Linked DNA regions of Mus musculus: region 1 is linked to region 2. Evidence: chromatin contacts called from public Hi-C data. All regions are on one chromosome and are shown on one strand. The core of a region is the stretch at or near the end of the contact, and the rest is flanking DNA. Distances in the headings are between cores, read along the strand shown. Region 1 holds the start of Mrln (myoregulin). Region 2 overlaps Ccdc6 (coiled-coil domain containing 6).

Region 1 (5,372 bases), core at 2,131-4,630, 45 kb after region 2:
ACTTCGTTAGACGACTGAGGGGGAATCACTGGAAATGGCTTTCATCCTTAATTGCACATAATTCTCGGTATTCCTGAAACTCCTTTGGGTGGGGGTGGGGTTAAGGAAAAAAATGAGAGAGCTGTCCCTGGCAACAATAGTGAATGCTAGAGGCAAAATGTACGTTTGCTGAGAAATCTAGAGACTATATGGAGTGACTGGCCCATCCCAGTTAGGTTTGTTCGTGCTATTTCTGGCAATAGAATCGCTTGACAATGTACCTCATCTTTTGTGAACACACAGCTGTTTATACATAACATTCAATGGTTACTCATAAATGTTAAATTGATCATAGTGTGAAAACTTAAAACCTCAGAGCCCATACGTGTCTACCAACAGCTATCACTGAGTTGTTTGTAGTTAGGTATCCACCTGTCCCAGCATAGTGTCTAGTTGATGGGGAAGGCTTTGTTTGGAAAAAGAAAGAAAGACTAGTCAGCAAAAGCAATTTAAGGGAAGCTTGTGTCTCTTTTGTTTCTCACAGAGGGTAGGAAGTCATGGCAACAAGGGCATGAAATGACTGGTCACAATAAACAGTGGGTACACCGTTATGAAGCCCAGAGTTGAATGCCTGTGCTCAGCCTGCTCTTTTCCCTTGATCTCCATTCCAGTGTGCCCTGCCCATGGTACGTGTCTTAGTTAGGGTGTAACTGCTGTGAACAGACACCATGACCAATGCAAGTCTTATAAAAGACAACATTTAATTGGGGATGGCTTACAGATTCAGAGGTTCAGTCCCATTATCAAGGCAGGAGCATGGCAGCATTTAGGCAGGTATGGTGCAGGAGATGCCGAGAGTTCTACATCTGTATCTGAAGGCTGCTAGTGGAAGACTAACTTATAGGCAGCTAGGGTGAGGGTCTTAAGCCTACACCCACAGTGATATACCTACTCCAACAAGGCCACACTTCCTAATATTTCCACTCCCTAGGCCAAGCATATACAAACTATCACATTATGGTATTTCTCACGTTAAGTATGATTCTTTCCACCTTAGTTTAACCTCTCTAGAGACTCCCTCATAGCCATGCCCAGAAGTGTGTTTTCTAGGTTGCTCTAAGTGCAGTCAAATTGATAACAGAAGAGTCACTATCTATGGGGTCTGAGCTAGGATAGACAACTGGAACCTTCAGAATAAGGCAGCTAATGTGCACTGCACCAAAGATGGACACAGTGTAGTAACATACTCCAGAAACTGTTAGGTAAATGCAAGTTCTTCTTTAACACTTAAGAAAACAATTGTGTTCAGTGGAACTTGGGTTGATCTGAACGATCTGATATCCACTGTGAGTGAGGGACTTAGAGGGGCCATCTGGACATTTTTGAAGTACAGATTTTCAGAAGAGAGTCTCTCAAGCCAGAAGCCATACCCTATCTGTTTCCATCTGACCACATCAGTTCTACAGGTTGCTCTGCAGATGCAGTGTCACCTTGCAAGATTCACTTCCCTCACCCCTAAACTACTCTAATAGGCTTTTAAGATTGTTTAGGGATCCTGGTGGGAGAGTAAACAAACTTCAAGCAATCCGTACCAGAGCTGGAGAGATGGCTGAGTCAATGGATTGCTTGCAATGTGAGCTTGGGGACCTGAGGTTCAGTCTCTAGAATACACATGAACAAGCCAGGGATGGTAGCAGTGTGCGTATTCCCAGCACTGGGGAGGCAGAGACATGTGGATTGCTGAGACTCTGTAGCCATCCTGGGACACTGGTCAGGTCCCGGGTCAGTAAGAGACGTAGTCTCAAAAGTAGTGGACAGCGTCTAAAAGAATGGTTCTCAACTTTCCTAATGCCCCACCCTTTTAATACAATGTCTCATGTTGTGGTAACCTCCAACCATAAAATTATTTTATTGCTCCTTCATGACTGTAAATTTGCTACTGTTATGAATTGCAATGTAAATATCTGATACGCAGGTTATCTGAAACATGACCCTCCCCCAAAGGGGCCATGACCCACACATTCAGAAACAGTCTTCTAAGGAATGAAACGCATTCCTTAACTTGCACACCCTCTCCCACCCAACTGCACCCAGACTCGTACACAAAATCAACAGTAGATGTTGTAAAATCCACTCATTGATATATTTTGAAAACGGGAGAATCAAAATAGACTAGGTTAAATTCATAAACACAAAAAGATATTTAGATATCAGAAAGTGGGCTGGAGAGATGGCTCAGTGGTTAAGAGCACTGACTGTTCTTCCAGAGGTCCCGAGTTCAATTCCCAGCAACCCCATGGTGGCTCACAACCATGTATAGCGATATCTGATGCTCTCTTCTGGTGTGTCTGAAGAGAGCAACAGCGTACTCCCATGAAATAAATAGATAAATCTTAAAAGAGAAAGAAAGGAAGAAAGGAAGAGAAAGAAGGAAGGAAGGAAGGAAGGAAGGAAGGAAGGAAGGAAGGAAGGAAGGAAGGAAAGAAGGAAGGAAGGAAGGAAGGGCAGATAGAAGAGAAGGAAGGAAAGGCAGAGAGAGAGAAAAGAGAAAGAAAGAAAGAGAGAAAAAGAAAGAAAGAAAGAAAGAAAGAAAGAAAGAAAGAGAAAAGAAAGGAAGGAAGAAAGAAAGAAGGAAGGAAAGGCAGACAGAAGAGAAGGAAGGAAAGGCAGAGAGAGAGAGAGAGAGAAAAGGAAAAAAAGAAAGAAAATAAAGGAAGGAAGAAAGAAAGAAGGAAGGAAAGGCAGACAGAAGAGAAGGAAGGAAAGGCAGAGAGAGAGAGAGAAAAGGAAAGAAAAAAGAAAAAGAAAGAAAGAAAGAAAGAAAGGAAGGAAGGAAGGAAGAAGAAAGAAAGAAAGAAGGAAAGAAAGAAAGAGAAAGAAAGAAGAAAGAAAGGCAGGCAAGCAAACAGGCTAGAAAGGTGGCTCAGCAGTTAAGACCACACATTGCTCTCACAGAGGGCCTGGGTTGAGTTTCCAGAATTTACAAGTAGTCACCCACCTGTAACTATAGCTCCAGCAGGCCTGATATTCCTTATTGCCCTCCTTAAACACCCCTGACACCCCCCACACACATACACATGACATTACACACACAGACACACACACACAGAAATAAAACTAAAACAGTTTTTAAAAGCCAGCTCCCTGCAGAAAAGGAGTGTGCAGAAGAGAAGGGGCTATGTTCTCACAGTGGAGGAGATTTGTTGTTGCTTGCTGATAGTTTAGAACAGCTACCATGGGGACTTAAGGCATCCCCGCCTAGCGGCTTGCTTGACTTCAATGTAAATATATTTTGTTAGACTCTATCCCACCTGTGTCTGTCAGTTTCTCTTGCCTCCTCCCCATGACATTCTGGCTCAGGTTTCTGCCTAACACTCGGAGCCAGTTACTAATAACAGCCCAGTGAGCTTTTCGTCCATGGAGAGCAGATGGTGTTTTTGAAAGGAAGGGCGGCCATTCCCAGGACTTTGGACTTGGCTCCGTTGCACCCCTGAACAGTAAGTGTTGCTTGCGTTTATATTTTTAAGTAGTGTTGACACAGGGAGAGGCGAACGAAACTCTTGTTGCCTCTCATTAGAAATAATGAAGGCTAAAAGTTGCTGACTCCCCAAGCTGGTTTCCACTGCCTGCATTTCAACATCCCTCCAAGTTTTACGAGGCTGATGATAAGGGAGATTAGTGAGTCAGAATCCTACTCCTTTCTTTTTGGTTTTGGCTCACGGCAAGCGGAGCAGGTGATTAATAACGCTGGATATAAATTGCTCGGCTGAGCCCTGGGCTTGCAGCTTGACCCATCTCCCTGTGTTTCCTTCTCCAGATAGAATCCCAGTGTTTTCAAAGGGAGTTTTTACTTACAGGAATCAAAGTGGGAGAGCGGGGGGAGGCATGGTGCCCTGTTGTTATCCCCTGTTCTGGGTTTGGGGCAGAGGGACCCATCGCATTGCTTACTAGCTTTGTAACCAACGGCCCTGTCTCTGCAGCCTCTTTGACATGGTCACTTCTCAGAGGCCTGAGAAGTAGGTCACTGTGTTTTCTGTCTGGCAAGGGAGGACCCTGGAATTCAGAGAGCCAGATGCCTTGCCCAGTCATCCTGGGCAAAACTGACACTTGATATCCCAGTCCCTCTTCAAGGCCATATATTAGCATAGCTCTCTGCTTTGGCTGTGTGAGTCTCATTCCTGGGCATGTGTACATGTCTAGATACAAACTATTTTTGCTGTTGTTTAGAAACTTTTTTTGTTTGGTTGGTTTTGCGAGACAGGGTTTCCCTGTGCAGCCCTGGCTGTCCTGGAACTCGGTCTGTAGACCAGGCTGGCCTCAAATTCAGAGATCCACCTGCCTCTGCTTCCTGAGTGCTAGGAGCGACTACATCTGTGTGCCATCACTGCCCAGCATCGGTGTAATCTTGACAGAGGCATTAAAGTGAATCCCAGAGACACAGAAGTGGACTGGGTAAGAGTGGTTGTAAGACTGTACACAGGGCCTCAGCCTCTCTGAACCTCAGCTTCCTCACTGGTGAAATGAATTATTATCTATCTTGCACCGGTTTGGGTATTTGACAATAGTGTAACATAAGTGGCTGTGAGTACTGACAGAAATTTAAATGTCATCTATAAAAATCCTTCATTCAATGGACTTAATCTTGAGAATAATCTGCCATTTCAAGTTCAGTTGCAGAGCCTACAAACACTATGCTCGATAGGAAATATTAGTCTGAGAAACAAGCTCCTATAAAACTGTGCCACATTTAAAGTCTTTAACGTCTTCGTTTTCAGAATGGTGCATGCCACCGCTGTGGGAGAACGGGAAGGTGCTATCTCGCTCACCACCCAAGACTTGAGGAGGGCTATAGCTAGGATCTGTGATGATGGGGCAGTCCCACCCCCGACCCCCCCCCCAGTCTGGTATACCCAGCATGCCCCTTTCTCCCTTTCTTGTGCCCTTCTGTGGCTCTCTTTGCTTACACAGACTGGAAAGGAAGGTTGTCAGAGAACACTTGCTTTCCACAGTGTGACTCTGGGCCTCCAGGATGGGATGTGTGGTTTCCTCTATAAGCCTACACTGTGCAAAGGTGTGTGGAATATCTGCTGTGTACAGCCATGGCCCTAGGCCAGAACAGCCCATAAGCCATTCATGTGGCAGGAGAGTGTGGGGATTTTATGAGTAACTCCTATAAGAGAGCAGGCTTCTTCATGATTCAGAACTCTTGGGGGACCCCAACCTGAGTATTGTAATCTTTATAATAGCTGAATGAGTTTAGAAAAAAAATGGCATAAAGATAAACCTTGCTGGGTTAGGGCGATGGTGGCAAAATGCTTGGTGCGCATGCGCATGGGTGAGGCCCTGTGCTGATATCTCCAGCATCCACAGAAAACCTGAGTTTGGGAGGCTGA
Region 2 (5,327 bases), core at 2,758-5,257:
CATGTAACAGGAATTACAGGTGGGCAAGCACCATGCCAGGCTGGGAACTGAACCCAGATCCCCTGGAAGAGCACCACTGAGCCACCTCTCCAGTCCCCTGTAGCTCTAGATTTAACAGTTTGCTTGAGTTGAAACCAGGGTGGGAATGAGAGGTTGGGTGTATTGTCTTGTTATCCACACGCAAAGGTACCAAAGGCAACTGATTGTCTCTGGGGTTTGTGGTACTGAACGGTTTCTTTAAAAATGCCTTTGTCCCTTCCTTGTTAAATTGGGTTTCTAAGGGTTGGTTCTTTCGTAAGCACACCTAGAGCACTCTTGTTTCTGTTGATCACCTTTCAAACCTAGATGCAATATGTAAGTTGTAGAAGACTCAGGTCCCCAATTTAAAAACACTATTGTTCCACTGTTTACCTATAGCATTGCTGTGATCAGGCAAACCACCCTGCAAAGTGAACAAATCCTTGAGGATTTGTGGTTTAATCCATGATACAAGTCCCAGGCGTCGAAGCCATTTAACTGAGAGGCCCCAGGGAGCTCAGCAGGGGTCTCACAGTTCAGCATCCACCCTGTGTGTGTTCATAGGCTGTGACCTGGTTCTCCAGGGGTGGCCACAAGGTGGGGACAGAGAGCTGGCTTCAGCAGGAAAGGGCTGTGGCCTCACAGGTGGCTCTAGGGAGGTGGAGAAAGTGAGTGTTGTGTGACAGACCTATTCCAGGGGAGACCCAACATACTTGTCCATTCAGCCCAGAGAGGGAACTTGGGGCAGACCAAAATACTGATATCACCAACATCCACCTTGGTGAACCAATGAGTTTTTTAAGAAGTTGTTTACAGGAATATGATAAGGAGTTACTGATGGGAGCAGAAATAGCCTCAAAGACAGCTTGGTCGACAAGGTTTACCCCCTGCATGGGTGACAGTTCACAAAAGCTCAGAACCTGGATTGCACTGACAGCCTGCAGGCAGCTTAACAGGTTTCAGCATGTTCTTTCCAAGTGACTAATCTGGACTGCTTCTCTCAGGCAGGCCAGCTGGTTTCTACTGCTTACAGACTTCTGGACTAGTCTCAAGTCTTCTCTGAAGCATGGGTCTCTTAGAGAGGGGGAGCCTCTGAGGGGAACTCTCCATTGTTTTCTCCAGCCCTTGGACCTTAGTGAATCTGGTCAGTTTCAGGGACTTCCTGAAACTCTTGAGTTGTGTGCTTACATTCCTGCTTAAAGAGCTTTCCTGGAGGATGGAACATTTGAATCTAGGATGAAACTTAAGACAAAAATGGGTATGAAGGCAAGACTGCAACAGGGATGGGGCTACCCACCATCTATCAGGCTAGACTCTGTGTACTTAAGTGACAGCCCAAGGAGCACATTCTGTCTACGCACATGCAGCTTACTAGGAAAGTGTCTCCAGCAGAGTGTTCCTCCACAAAGCCTCTTGGTGGAAGGGAGTCTGAGCTGAGCCAGGTCAGAATTACATTTTAATTAAAGAAGAGAAATGTAGCATTGTTTATAAGTTCTCTCTCATTCATCCAGGTAGGTTTGGGCTGTTAAGTGTGAGGAACGATAATGCATTCTCCCCCCCACCCCCACCCCCCCACCCCCATAAGTAATCTTAGCTGGTGTTTGGGAGGGTTGTTCTGGTTCCTTCTGAGTCTCCGTGGCATCACCTGAGCAGCTCTGTACTTGGCTCTGTGGTGGTCCCTGTGTGTCTGTATGGGATGCTGTTGCAGATGTTGAGATGAAGCCCAGCTCCCCGGTTTATCTGGGCCTTCTGCGTACTTAGCTCAGGAAACTGTGTCATAAGAAATGCAGTGCTGGGGCCTGGAGAGATGATTCAGCAGTTAAGAGCACTGACTGCTCTTCCGAAGGTCCTGAGTTCAAATCCCGGCAACCACATGGTGGCTCATAACCATCTGTAATGGATCTGACACCCTCTTCTGGTGCGTCTGAAGACAGCTACAGCGTACTGACATATAATAAATAAATCTTAGGGGCTGAGTGAGTGGGGGCAGGAGTGGGGCTGGATGAGCAGAGGTCGTGAGTTCAATTCCCAGCAGCCACATGATGCCTCAGAACCATCTCTACAGCTACAGTGTACTCATGCATAAGATAAATAAATCTTTAAAAAAAAGAAAGAAAAAGAATGGCAGTACTGTGAAGGTGGTCCATCAACTAGCAGCTCGGCAGTGTGGTGCTGCCCCCACAGTGTAGGACCTTTGAGAGGTGGGACCTGATATGATGGATATAGGTCACTTGGGGGGGGGCCTTCAACCATGATGTACCATGTTGAGGTGCAAAGCAAGGGGCCCTCTTCGGTCTTGGGAGTCTTAGCCTCCAAAACTGTATGCCAGATAAACTTTCATGACTCCATAGCTTTGGGTGTTTTGTGACAGGAACACAAAACAGACCAGTCAAAGAGAGGGAAAGAAAGGGGGGGGGGCGCTGCTCCACACCCAGCGTGGACATTTAACAAAGCAGAAAAATAGCAGAGTAAATTCATAGTCACGTGACTCTGCTCACACTAGACTGACACACAGTTGCATGCCTGCCTGCCCTCCTCCTCCCTCCCTCCCTCCCTCCCTCCCTCCCACAGTTGGCTCCGTGTAACTCCAGCGGTTATTCACGGGATTTTGAGTGTCCTCTTATGTGTGCTGTCTCTACCCTGTCCGTATGAGAAGGGCGGGTTCCAGGTTGGTGTGGTCATTTGATTTCATTAACAATCTATAATGCCAGCTTCCCAGCCAGAGTAACTTACTGACTTCCTGGAGTCCAGTCTCCTTCCCTTCTGGAATGGGCACTGTGACCTCAGGCCTATAGCATGACCCCAAGCCTATAGTATGACGAACCCTTATGTGAAACAGGCGTACTATCTAAATCGTAGGGTTAGGGGCATGTTTACTCTGCTCGCTGCCTCTCTCAGGCTTCGTGTGGATGGAGGCTCTCATGCCCGATGCAGGAGGAATCAGTTCACACGGTAACCCAATCACGGACCCGTAATCTCACCCTGTGTGTGACTGGTGAATCTAGAAAGGTAAGTGCTCATCGGCTGAGCTTTGGTTCTGGAATCATGTTCTGGAAAATATGGGTCATTAAATGATGAGACCAATGTCACCATTCAGCAGTAAGCTGTGACCCAGCAGGTGGAAGAATGTGCTCCTGTGTTGTTAGAAGCTGTTGCCAGAACTTTCAGGGCTTCTTCTGCAGAGACCACTGTCTGCTGTAATCCTCCAGGCCTCCCTGTCTGTCCTTCCGGCAGGCAGGTGTCTGCACATGTTGTCCGGTCATTTTGTTACAGTCCTCACTTTACTCTGTTGTTTATCTGTCGTAAACTCCCCAGAGTGTCAAGGGAGCAGAAACTTGACTCATCCAGGGATCCCATCCCCAGTGGCAATTTCCCTCCTGGAATCCCAGCTGCTGCCTTTAAACAACCAGGGGTGATGGGCGGGAGAAAATGGGTTCACAGTTAAGAGTCCTTGCCACTTAATCCTGAGGATCGAGTTCAAATCCCATCACCCACATAAGGCCGCTAATTCACAAACCCCCTGTACCTCCATTGAGGGATCCAGCTCGAATTTCTGTCCTGTGTGGACACCCACACATATGAACATCAGTACAGCTATACAGACATTGGAGTAGCCACACATAATAAGTGAATCCTAAAGGGAAAAGTTGTCACCTGTCCCTCTGGGTATCTGGGGCTCCCTGCTTCCAGGAACACGAGCAACAGATGCCTGGCTCCTTCCTCAGCCTGCTTGTCCACGCTTCATGTTCTGAGGAGGTCACCGTGACCTGGCTCCGTCTCCTTGTATTTTGTTTTCGCTTGAACCACAGCGTGCTAATTGGACAGCATGAGTCTGTTTGGATTCATGTGGCCCGGAGTCTTGTTCTGGGATGACAGGTGGTTCCCAGTGGTCAGGGATGAAGGAAGAGCCGGGCAGGGGAGGGAAGCAGTCACTAGGCAGCAGAGAAGACTGAGAACACAGAAAAGAAAGGCACGGCCAGAGAGAGACACCCACGTCCATCCTTGTTCAGGGAAACATGGCCTGGCAGGCGGAAGTGGGAGAAGGATGCTCCAGGCCAGAGTGTCAGTAGGCTCTACAAAGCCATCCTGGAACAGAAATGCTGGGGGATGTGGGAAATGGAATCTTCCCTCCCTCCCACTAGAAGCAGCAGGATTACCAAGGCATAGGCTTGTCATTAGGGCTAGTCATTTAGCTGTCCTGGGGCCTGGCCAGGCCTCCGTGCTAACAGTGTCCCATGGTGTTACTCTCAGTTTTTAGTCCTAGCAGGTGACTCACAGGGCCCAGCTTCTGTGGACAGTGCCCCAGCATCCTGTGCCATCTCTAACTACAGAAAGCTGCATGGGCCAGTGTGGCACACTGACTCTCAGCCCTTGGGAAAAGGTGTTTTGTCTTAAGTGTTTTTTATTGATTTATTTCTTTCTTTCTTTCTTTCTTTCTTTCTTTCTTTCTTTCTTTCTTTCTTTCTTTCTTTCTTCCTTCCTTCCTTCCTTCCTTTCCTTCCTTCCTTCCTTCCTTCCTTCCTTCCTTCCTTCTTTCTTTCTTTCTTTTTTTTTTTTTTTATAATTTGGCCAGTTTCTTGTATCGATTCCAGCAGATTGTCTTCCTTTAATCTATGTCACCCACTTTGCTCTCTGCTCCCTAGGGACCCTCCTCCCTACAACCCTACTCCATCCTTCTCTGCCAGTGACTTACATCCCTCCCAATGACCTTTCCTCCACAAACCCTCTTTCCTGCTAACTGGGCCCCTACCTATCAACCCCCCCCCAACCAGACTACTTCCTAGACTCATAATTGTTTATTTTTTTTAAACAAAAACAGAAAAATGTTTACTAGATTTTTAAGTTTACATTTGGGGTTCTTACTCTTCGTATTGGGGTTCTTCGTGTGCCCTAGACCGCCTTTTTTGCTGTCTGGAAGGTCACAGTAGAAATGTAATGACCGCCCCACGCCTACCAACCAGAGTGCGTGTATTGTAGCGTGAGTCACCTAGAGGCCACCGAGTCCATGCGACTGAGGCAAGAGCAGATGGAGTCCTTGACTTTTTTTGTTGGTAGGGAACAAAGTGTTTCTTGAGTCCACAGGACCAGCCAGGTTCCCTTAGGATCTCACGACCGAATCCTTGTGGATTCTAGCAGCTGGAAGGATCCTGTCAGGAGAGAGCCGTGGCATCTGCCACTTGCCATGTGCTCTGATAGCAGGAAGAGGAGCTGTCTCTTGAGCATCGTGCTGCATTAAGGCAGTAAAATCCCATGACCCCTGTGTATGTTTTTGAAGCTCAGTTTCAAACACCTAAGTGGAGGTTTCAAAA

The links. Hi-C and Micro-C count contacts between places; a contact is called where the count stands out from the background.
Region 1: a contact with region 2 is called in a Hi-C map of uterus. The contact joins the promoter of Mrln here to the enhancer-like site in region 2. A contact is called at or near these places in 1 of 39 promoter capture datasets (3T3-L1-derived adipocytes), 5 of 484 Hi-C or Micro-C datasets (Sertoli cells, cortical neurons, forebrain and 2 more), 4 of 115 datasets of contacts at active chromatin or transcription factors (bone marrow-derived macrophages, double positive thymocytes and embryonic stem cells) and 3 of 9 other capture datasets (adipose tissue, embryonic stem cells and pancreatic islet).

Annotation. Positions count from the first base shown.
Region 1 is chr10:70,201,284-70,206,655 of GRCm38.p6, forward strand. It overlaps Mrln (myoregulin), which reads left to right and starts at 3,381. Exons shown (of 3, transcript NM_001304739.1): 1 at 3,381-3,476.
Region 2 is chr10:70,155,999-70,161,325 of GRCm38.p6, forward strand. All of the region lies in intron 3 of Ccdc6 (coiled-coil domain containing 6), which reads left to right. Among named protein-coding and RNA genes, the nearest start is that of Mrln, 46 kb to the right of the region's middle. Within about 2 kb of position 4,008, at least 22 of the 459 cell types and tissues checked have an H3K27ac peak or open chromatin away from gene starts, as enhancers often do. A contact at or near this core is called in muscle stem cells, pancreatic islet and uterus, where this site is marked.